2 separate regions of the Macaca mulatta genome follow, and region 2 is linked to region 1. A link is a contact called in public Hi-C data. All regions are on one chromosome and are shown on one strand. Each heading gives the region's core, a stretch centred on a gene start, on an enhancer-like site or on the middle of the called end of the contact. The rest is flanking DNA. Distances are from core to core; before and after follow the strand shown. Region 1 holds the start of POP4 (POP4 homolog, ribonuclease P/MRP subunit). Region 2 holds the start of PLEKHF1 (pleckstrin homology and FYVE domain containing 1).

Evidence for each region. A called contact is a pair of places that touch in the nucleus more often than the background predicts.
Region 2: a Hi-C map of CD4 T cells shows a contact between it and region 1, with 4 times the contacts expected there. The contact joins the promoter of PLEKHF1 here to the promoter of POP4 in region 1. A contact is called at or near these places in 3 of 14 Hi-C or Micro-C datasets (CD4 T cells, blood and cortical neurons).

The regions. Positions count from the first base shown.
Region 1 is chr19:40,879,616-40,884,582 of T2T-MMU8v2.0, reverse strand. POP4 (POP4 homolog, ribonuclease P/MRP subunit) reads right to left here and starts at 3,517. Exons shown (of 6, transcript XM_077978031.1): 1 at 3,475-3,517.
Region 2 is chr19:40,938,854-40,944,054 of T2T-MMU8v2.0, reverse strand. PLEKHF1 (pleckstrin homology and FYVE domain containing 1) reads right to left here and starts at 2,092. Exons shown (of 2, transcript NM_001193737.2): 1 at 2,012-2,092. LOC114673999 reads left to right here. Exons shown (of 3, transcript XM_077978028.1): 1 at 1-1,664; 2 at 1,796-2,643; 3 at 4,631-5,201. The coding sequence starts at 1,444. The coding sequence ends at 2,261.

The sequences.
Region 1 (4,967 bases), core at 2,268-4,767:
TCCTTAACTGGGCTTCCAGCAATGTGGGCATGGTGTGGGCTACTCTCCAAGAGGTCCGCTCCTGCCCCGCAGACCATCACTTGGAGGAAAGTACCGTCAAGAGCATCTCAGGCCCCAGACTCTCTCTCTCTCCAAAGGGCGTCACTGAGAGCCGGGCGTCAACTTACCATGAATGAGCGTAGGCTCTTAGAGAGGACTTCTGAAAAAATGACTGTCATAATTGTGTGCAATTCTCAAACAAACAGACAAAAACCTCCAAGCTCACTACCTCTCAAGTTGGAGTTCCAATAATGGATTCCTCATTTGGTGGCAGATGCCACTGCCCTGGCGCCTGCCACAGCCCTGGGCAGTTCTCTCTCCTGAGGGCCTGTCTCCTGGCTGGGCTGTTTCCTGAGCTTTTTACACTAGCCAGGTGCCAAATGCTAAGACTGAGGCTGACAGACTGATGCTGATCTGTCATTAGTAACCCAGCCCTCCCTCTGTGGGAGAGCAATGGGAAGATAGGGTACACATAGTCTTCGAGGGAGCTCACAGTATGATGGTGGGAACTCTGTTCAGTTTTGCACCTGTAGATGCTAACTAAAAATTAATTCACTCTAATCATTGTGACTATAATAGGACAATAATCTGATTCTCTTAAATACCTGAGTGGCTCGTCTTTCATGGAGAAGCAAAATAAAGGCATACTGGTCTTTCAAAATCTTGCTTTCAAGGTAATGCTCTCACTATGAGCTACAAGAGGAACTTTTGTGAAACTGACAAAGCAGGCTGAGGCATCCAGATATAATCTGTAAATTTCACTTATGATATGTAATTGCACACCTTCTGCAGAAGTGCAGAGGGCACAGTGACAAGGTTGAATGATGCTGCTCACCACATGGGCACAGCCTGGTGTCCCCAACATAGTGGAAATGATAAAAGGTTAAGAAAAGCCTCATTTTACCAAACGTGACTTTGGCACAACAGAAAAGGAGGCCGGCAAGTGGGAACAGGTCATCAGAACTACAGACTTTGATCCAGCCTTAGATGTCTGCCAGAAAAATGAGGAGTACAATGTGGGTATCGACATCTCAACCAGTGACAGGGGCTCAGAAGCTACTGAGCCATCTTTGCCATCACCTGTGTTGCTCCTGGACCTCCTGCCAAGAACTGACCTGGACATCAGAGTCTTTCGCCTCTTTCTGAGACAATGCATGATAGATCACACCTAGAGGATTAAAAACAAGAAATGATCAATTCTTGTTGGGTATGGCTGTAAGACCCAAGACTTCTCTAACTATGAAAATAATTACACCGCTGGATGCATGGCTCACACCTGTAGTCCTAGCACTTTGGGAGGCCAAGGCGGGTGGATCACCCAAGGTCAGGAGTTCGAGACCAGCTTGGCCAACGTGGTGAAACCCCGTCTCTACTAAAAATACAAAAATTAGCCGGAGGTGGTGGCTCACACCTGTATTCCCAGCTACATGGGAGACTGAGGCAAAAGAATCGCTGGAACCTGGGAGGTGGAGGCTGCAATGAGCCGAGATCGTGCCATTGCACTCTAGCCTGGGTGACAGAGACTCTGTCTCCAAAAAAAAAAAGTAAAAGAACTACACTTATAACATATGCTTATTCATATTCAGAGATAGGAGATCAGGTTGGTAAGAAGAGCAAGCTTTCTTGGATGCCTCTTATCCCACCCTCTGGCCACATCTATGCTAGAAGTTTCAAGCTCATGGTTTAAAAAGAGTGCTTCTCAAAATTTAACGTGTGGAAAAATCTCTGGGATCTTATTAAAATGCAGATTATTGGTCTCCTACCCTAGATCCTGAGTGTCTAACATATTCCCAGATGCTACTGCAGGTCAGGGGATCACATTTTGAGTTGCACTGGTTTAAAGTATCCCAAGTTAGAAGCCCGAGCCCTTGCTAACGAGGTAACTCATTTAAAAGTTATATGATATAGCTGTCTAGGATGTAGATGGTTAGAAATAGGTTTTGTTAACTGTAAGATGTTTAAAAAGATTCTTCACATTTTAATATGAAATTATAATGTATCATATAATCAAGGGTGTCCTGAACTGATGAAATACAACAGTTCTTCCTTTAAACTCAAAATATACATCAGTCAATAAAGTTTCAACCTCTAAAACAAATTCCACACTTCTGTTTCTTAATTTATTGAAAGAAGAAAACCATGGCACTGGAGACACAGTACAGGTGTGAATGGAGTAAGAATGGGACTACTAAGGCCTGGTTTATGAGCTAAATAGCTAGAAAATGTAATTTACACTATACTCTGTAAATTTAATTCCAGCTCTCTTGTACTTCCCTGAGAATGTCTGATGCAAGGTGGTTACAAGTTTTTTTTCGTTCTTGTTTGTTTTGATATTGGGTCTTTCTCTGTTGCCCAGGCTGGAGTGCAGTGGCACAATCATAGCTCACTGCAACTTCGACCTCCTGGTTTCAAGTGATCCTCCCACCTCAGTCTCCTGAGTAGCTGGGACCACAGGTGTGTGCCACCACACCTGGCTTTTTTTTTTTTTTCTTTCCAGGTTTTGTAGAGATGGGGTCTCACTATGTTGCTGCCCAAGCTGGTCTTCAACTCTTGACCTCAAGTGATCTCCCTGCCTCAGCCTCCCAAAGGACTATAGTCGTGTCCCACCACACCCAGCCAGGTATGTTTGATCAAGCAAACCAATGTGGCTGCAAGTTTTATATACAGCATCTAGTTCTCCCTCAAGCGGAAGTTGGGGATTATAAACTGTAGAGAGCAACTTGAGGGGCCTGATAACTTTGCTTCACCTGTTACAGGTGCTTAGTAACAGACTTGGAAGTCTTTCTGCAACAATACACATCTAACAATTACTGAACACTCATTACTCGCCAGAAACCTCATTAAAAGGTAGACATATTTTTTCCCATCACACTTGTGCCCATGAGCAAATTGAAGCTCCGACATGCTGAGACAATCTACTTGATCATATAGGTACAAAGTGGCAGAGGTGAAAAATCAAAATTCTGATCGAAGGCCCAGTCTTAACGGTGACTACACGTCCCTCCTTGGCACATGTCTTCTACCCCTAAGTCCCAAAGCTCTGGGTTAGTGATATCATTCCCCAGCAGCTCTCGGCGCGTTGCATCAGATAAGAGTGTGAAACCAGCTCGCAGAAAGGAGCAGGGTCTTGACTGCGGTCACCCCGGGAGGTAGTGGCCAAGTTGGGCCAAGGCCTGGAACCCTCCTCTAGCATCGCACACCACTGAGCAGCCCCCGGGAGAACCTGACTCCAGCCCTGACATCCCTCCCTAGCTCAGAGGTCGAGCCAGGCTAACCCGTGTTCCAGCCCTCAGTTTTTATGTAGGGTGGGCCCATTCCTGTAGCGGTTCTTTAGAACTCCGCAGCGACAGGCAGCCCGGACCCATTTCACCCACCAGCACCAGGACCCCGACCCTTAACATCCCCAACCCTCTCTAACTTCCCGGCCCCGCTTACTCTTCATTCTCGGACCGCTTCCGGCGCGCTCTGATGACGCACTGGCAGTTGCTGTCGCAGACTCTCGGATATCAGAGATGGCGCTGTGCGTGACATCACCGACACTCGCCCACCTCGGGGGCGCATGCGCTTGGATAGGGATTGGGCGACTGAGAGCGTCTTAGCGGGTGTCGGGGAGCAGTGGGGAGGCGTGAGTCGCTTCTTGGGGCCTTTTCCGCTTGCATCTTTTTGCGGGACAGTCAGTAGGGTTGGGGTAAAGGCATGTGGAATGCTTTTGAAGGTCCAGAGCGGAGTGAGGCGAGGCGACTTGGAGAGGACTGGAAGGTTGGGGACTTGGGAGGGCGGAAATGGGACTGGGACGGTGGGATGACGTCTTTGTCGTCCCTAATCAGCGCTCTTACGGATGAGCCGCGGCAGCTTCCGCTGTGGGCACGGGCACCGAAGCTGGGACAGCAGGCTTAGGTTCTAGTGCCGTGTCTGCTGCTGACTAGCTGTTTAACCTCGCTTAGGGCACTTCCCATCTCTTAAGCCTCACTTGCAGTCTGTGCTGTGAATGGGGTCGGCCGCACAGGTGATGATGCGCCTCCTGGGTCCCTTTGATGGTTTCAAGACGCTTTCTTGAGACTCAGAATATTAGTTTTTATCAATAAAAAAATCATAGCAATAAGATCAAAGGTGGCTCACACCGTGGGAGGCGCAGGCGGGAGGAGCTCTTGAACCCAGGAGTTCGAGACCAGCCTGGGCAACATCGGGAGTCCCCCATCTCTACAAAACATTTAAAAAAAGGTTATCCAGGCGTGGTGGCTCGTGCCTGTAGTCCCAACTACTCGGGTATCTGAGATGGGAGGATCACTTGAGCCCAAGAAGTTCAGGGCTACAGTGAGCCTGGATCATGCCACTCCAGCCTGGGCAACAGAGTGAGACCCTGTCTCCAATAAATAAATAAATAAATAAATAAATAAATAAATAAATAAATAAATAAAAAAGATACCCCATTGCTCAGTGGAAAGGTGCAGGAGGGCCTGGTGCAGACTTCTCAGGAGTGACCCAGTGCTGGGCAGAACCGTGGTACCCCAATTTCTGCTGAGCACTGGGCCTGTGCTGGGTGGGAGAGAAAAGCAAAATGGTCCCTGTGTGGTTCTCAACTTTGAGTACAGTATACATTTCTTTACAGGGGATTCTGGGAGTATGTCCAAGGGTTTGAGTTTGAGAAACATTGGCTTACAGTTTCTTTGGTGGTTACCTTGTACCATTTTGATTTTAAACATGAGACTGCAGGCACTGAAATTCGTTCATCCCAGTGACCCCCAGCGCATTGACTTTATATATATAAAATTTACATATTAGTTTTTGAATATGTAATACACTTATGCATTTATTTTATATGTATAAAATTGAGAAATACAACATTTAAACCAAAACATGCTGCCTTTGCAGATGTCTGAAAATTGTAATTTGTGGGACCGATAACGTGAACTACCAAATGAGAACTT
Region 2 (5,201 bases), core at 843-3,342, 61 kb before region 1:
AGGGCTGCTCCTTCCCTGCAGGGACCTGGACCCCACGCAGGCCCACCCTGCTTCTATGCCTGCCTGATTTCATTTTCCAAATATTTATGAGTCCCACTGTGTGCCAGACACTGTGTGAGGTTAAAGCCGGGAGCTGGAGACCAGGCCCTTCAGGAATGCACACTTCTTTCCAGTGAGACTAGAAGTACATTCACAGGGTCTTTTCTGAGAGCCAGTGCTAAGCACTGTGAAGAAAGACTGGTGCGCCCAGCAGGGCAGGGGCTGGGAGGACGGTGGAGATCAGGGAAGGCCTTGGGAGGAAGTGAACTCCCTCCAGCCTGAAGAAGTCAGCTGTGCAAAGATCTAGGGGCAGAGCTCCGGTCCTGGGGAGCAGCTCAAGGTGGAAAGGGTGAAGTCAGGCTGTGGAGTAAGGAGCGATGGGGATGGGGCAAGGGGGACAGATGAGGTCACAGTGCTGGAAGGGGCCATCCTGCAGGCTCCCAGGCCAGCGCGAGGATGTGAGGTTTTCTCCATGTGCACTGAGACCGCAGCACCAGGTGCCAAGCCTCCTCTCCCTCCAGAGGGCCGCCCCTCGGCTCTGTCCAGCCCTCTGACTTCTGGAAGGCCCTCCTCCGGGAAGAGACCAGTAATGAAAAACAAAGCAAAACAAAACTGGAAGTGCCGCCGACTGAGCACTTAGAACTCACCAGGCACAACGTTAAGCATATTACGTGCATTATTTCACTTAATCCTCACAAAAGCCCCCCTTGGGGAAGGTACTTCCACCACATCAAAGTCACTGCCCAAGGTCCCTGCTGAGTGATGAGGAAGCCCGGCTTCAAAATAACCATGAATTGTGGAAAGCTGCACTCAACCAGAGACCAAATCAGAACTCCACAAGTCAGAGTCCAGCGGGTGTTGCTTGGCGCTCCAAATGCCTGATGCCCACCCCATCCCGAGCAGGTCCGTCAGCTTGGCTGGGCTGTCCCACCCTCCAGGCCATACTGGCCAATCCCCCTTCCTTCCTCGGGGGGCGGGGGGTACTGGATTGGGCAGGTCCCCTAGCTCGCCCAGGGCCGCCTGACTTGTGCCTTGGCAGCCCTGAGGGCTGACCTGTGCAGGAACGCAGGCCGAAGTCACAGTCATCTCAGCTCACACAGACTCCAGTGGGAATGACGCTGTGCAGATGGGCGATCCCAGCGCATTAGGGGACTATCTCTCCACCTCCTTGGCCTCTGACCCTCTCTGAGTGGGAGATACCAGAGGTGTTCAAATTCCAAAGGAGGGCTCCCCTTGGGCTGCAGAGACCAACTTTCAGGGCGGCTGGGAACCTCTGCTTTCCCACCTGCCAAGAGGCTGACCACACCTCTGCCCTAAACGGCCCGCCAAGAGTTGGGGAAATGAGAAAGGAGGGAGATTCCAGGCAGCCTCTCTCTGCTGGCCTGCTCAAGTTTCCTCTCTAAGATGGGAGCCGTGCCCGACCCTGTTTTTCTTGACAACTCCCACCAAGATTCACAAACTCAACTGCTCCAGAGGAACTGGGACCCCAACGCCCCCCGCCGCGCCCCTGCCCAGAGGGACAGTGGTCCCATCCAGGCCTCCAGACTGCAGACTGGGACCGAGAAGAGAGAGAGGTCCCGGCGGCCACACGAGGCCAGGATCCTGGAAACACCACCATCAACCGGGTGCGCTGAGACCCCTGCAGTCCCGGGTGGCCCGCGAACCCCTCGCCTCCACCACCTTACACCTGCGCGTTTCCCCGAGGACGCCGCCTCGGCCCCTCTGACCCCTGACCGCTCTCCCTCGCTCTCCCCAGGCTCCCTGCAGCGCTCACCCAGCAAGCCGCCCAGGAGCGCCCTTCCACGGCCTCTTCTCGGGTTGGAGTCCGCGGCACTGCGCCCCGCCCGCCCAGGAGCCGCCAAGACGGCGCGGCCCGAGGGAGCTCGCTTGCCCCGGGGGTCGGGATGGGAGACTCCCCTCCTGCGCCTGCCCCGCGACCCGCAGCCCGGCCTGGGGACGGTGGGGGACTCACCTCCTGCGCCGGCCCGGTGCCCAGCCCGCGAGTTCGCACCGCGGCCGCCAGGGTCCCCGCCTGCTACGCCCAGGTCCCAACCCGCTCCGCCCAGGTCCCAGCCGGCTCCACCGGACACGCCCCCACGGTGGCTCGGCCAATCGGAGCCCGGGAAGCGGGAGGGGCGGGGCCTGGGCGCGGCTCCGGGAGGGCGCCCGGGCTCCTGAGCGCCGCAGGTCTGGGGCTGGGCGGGACTGGCGCCCCTGTTTGACCCCCTGGCCCCGCCCGGCTTCCCTTTCCGCCCGCCGCTGCCCCACGCGGAGCGCGACTGCTGTCACCTGCTGGGACTGCGACCCTGGCCTTGGGCAGGGGTGGGGTGGGGGCGCCCGCGACTGCGAGATCTGCGGGGCTCTGCGGGGAAACGGGCAGTGGGAGGCTTGTGCCTTCTGGTGCCTCCGGCGGGCCTCACAGCACAGTCACCCTCAGTGGTCAATAATCGTAATATGAAAATGCAGCAGCACTTTATAACCTTTTTTTTCTTGAGATAGGATCTCCCTCTGATGCCCAGGCTGGAGTGCAATGGCGCAATCACAGCTCACTGCAGCCTGCACAGAAATCATCCTGACCCCAGGAGAATTAGCCCACCAGGACAGGCTAGTTTTTGTATTTTTGTACTGTCGGGGGGGCGGGGGGGGGGTAGGGTCTCACTATGTTGCCCAGGCTAGTCTCGAACCCCTGAGCTCGAGCGATCCTCTCGCCTTGACCTCCTAAAGTGCTGGGATTTCAGTAGTGAGCCACCGTGCCTGACCTATTTTAAACTTTTTATAGTGGCGAATTTCAAACTGAAGGAAAGAGAACAGTCCAGGGGACCCTGGTGCCCATCACCCAAGTCCAACACTAGTAGCAAGTTATGTCACCCCTGGCTCAACTGTACCTGAGCCTCCTGTGTGACTCAGAAGGAAATTCCCAGGCCTCAGTGCCCGGGAGGCCTTCCTGGCCCTCCCTGGCCTCCTCCCAGAGGTCCTCTCAAATGGGCTTCTTCCTATTTCTTAAAGCCCCAGGCCTTTGCTTCTACCTACCAGGCCTCAGACTGTCACCTCCTCAGGGAGGCTGCCCTGGCCACCCAAAGTGGTTCCCTGTCTCCATCCCATCTCCCTCCACAGTCACCCGTGTTTATCATTTTGTAAAGCATCTCTCCCAACCCAGAGTCCTCTCCTGAGGCCACTCGTGGGGTTCAGGGCTGCCTAGCAGGCTGTGGCTTCTGTGGAATGCTCATCAACAAGTCATGCTGGTGGCTTGCCTCCCACCCAGGCCGTGAGCCCCACGGGCCAGATGGTAATTTCTTCTCGTTCAGGCGGGACTTTATTCTCATTCACCCCTGCATCCCGAGTGCTGAGAATGGGTAGTGCATAGGAGGAATGCAGTCAGTACCTGTCACATAGATGCAGGTTGTCTTGCCAAATAGAACTCCACCTGGGTACCTTGAGAGGGTCTGGCTCAGGCCGGGGCAGTGCCTGCTGGGCCAGGACCAGGCGAGAGGGGAGCAGCGGGAGGACTGATGGGCTGTGGGGCCGGAGCTAGAAGAGGTGCCTGCTGTCCTGGCGGGGGGTATGGGTGAGGCTGTGAGGTGGGTCCAGTGCTGGAGACCGGCCTCTCCCAGCTGAAAAGGGAAGGGAAAGGGGATGGGGGGAGGGGGAGGGGGAGGGGACAGGCAAGTGAGAGGGCCACCAGCTGTGGCCTTGGGGAGACCCCTCCCCACTACCACCTTATGGCGCCCACCATACCATTGCCTTGATCAGCAAGGTCAGCATTTATGAGCATTCAACAGAAGCCACCACCTGGTAAGTAACCCTGAACCCCACAAGACCCGAATAATGTCTGTTTGCTTTCAAAGTGTTTAAGCATTTTTAAAATGCATTGCTGTGAACATTTCATATGGGGAGAGTTCACATAAAAATCAGGATATTCAGCTCCTCTCAAATCAGAAGATTTGAGAATGTGGGTCCTCTTTAGAGGGGCCCTGTGTTCTCCCCTCCACTATGGTCCCCACACTCCCTCTGGTTTCCCCCTTGGGGCGCTTTATCTGCTTCCGCGCCTCCAACTGAATATACGTTTGGGTTTACAAGTCCTGAAGGGGCAGCCAGGCCTCTATACCACAGAGAGCAGAAAACACAAGGTCTGAGATCCCACAGGCTGAGTAATAACCAGGAGGGTTAGTGGGGCCACTGGGATGCTGGGAAACACTGTCTCCAGTGTACACACTGCTTGTCACCAGCGGGTGGAGGGCGACTTCAAGCTGAGCCTTCAAGGCTGCGATCCATGACTGCTCAGTGCCAGCTCCACCACCTCCCCGGCAAGAGGCTGCTTCTCAGGGAGGGTAGTCCCTGGCTGGGGTGGAGGTGGCCATGAGACTTGGAAGTCCCCTGGAAAGACAGGGCTGTCTTGTTTGTGACAGTGTCCTGGCATTTAACACCTTATCCGTAGAGAGGAGGCCTCGGGAGAAGGAAGCCTTTTCATGACTCTGGGAAACTAGAGGGAGGATGTGTTGGTCCTGCAATCAGGAGACCCCTCCTAGCCTTGTCCTGCTGGTGGTCCAGGACTCACTTGGACCTTAGTCTCCTCTTCTGTCCTTCCTTCCAGCTATGGATCTGAGTGACGTTCCGAGAAACGCCCCAGAGGCAGCACACACTGGTTTCCAGATGTCCAGCCACTTCCCAGCGAGGCTGGCTGTGCGTGGGGACAGCTGGGTGGAGGGCCTCGCTCCTCCAAATAAGAGAGGAAAAACTCGTGACTCAGGGGCAGGCAGAAGTTGAGTCAGCCAAGCCACAAGCTGTGGAAAGAATGAGGTTTCTCCGAGGCGTTTGCTACTTCTCGGGAAAGAAGCCCTTTCGGCGGAGAAGCTGGCTTCCAGACTGCGGGAACCCGGGTTTCAGGAAAGCAGCGGGGCTTGGGATTTTCAAGTTAGGGATTCTGGCAACCACCTCTGCGCCCAACGCCAGGAATTTTTTTTTTTTTTTTGGATCGTTTATTAAGTTCTGTCTACATGCCAAGCACTGTGTGCTAAACATTTTATGTTATCTTATCTCTTCCCACACTAAAACTGTCATTCCCAGCTTTCAGTTTAAGAAACTGAAATAGGCACTGAAGTATTTAAGGATGAAAACAAATGTTGCAGCAAGAGAGAGAGAAAACAAAGGAGGCAGAATATTAG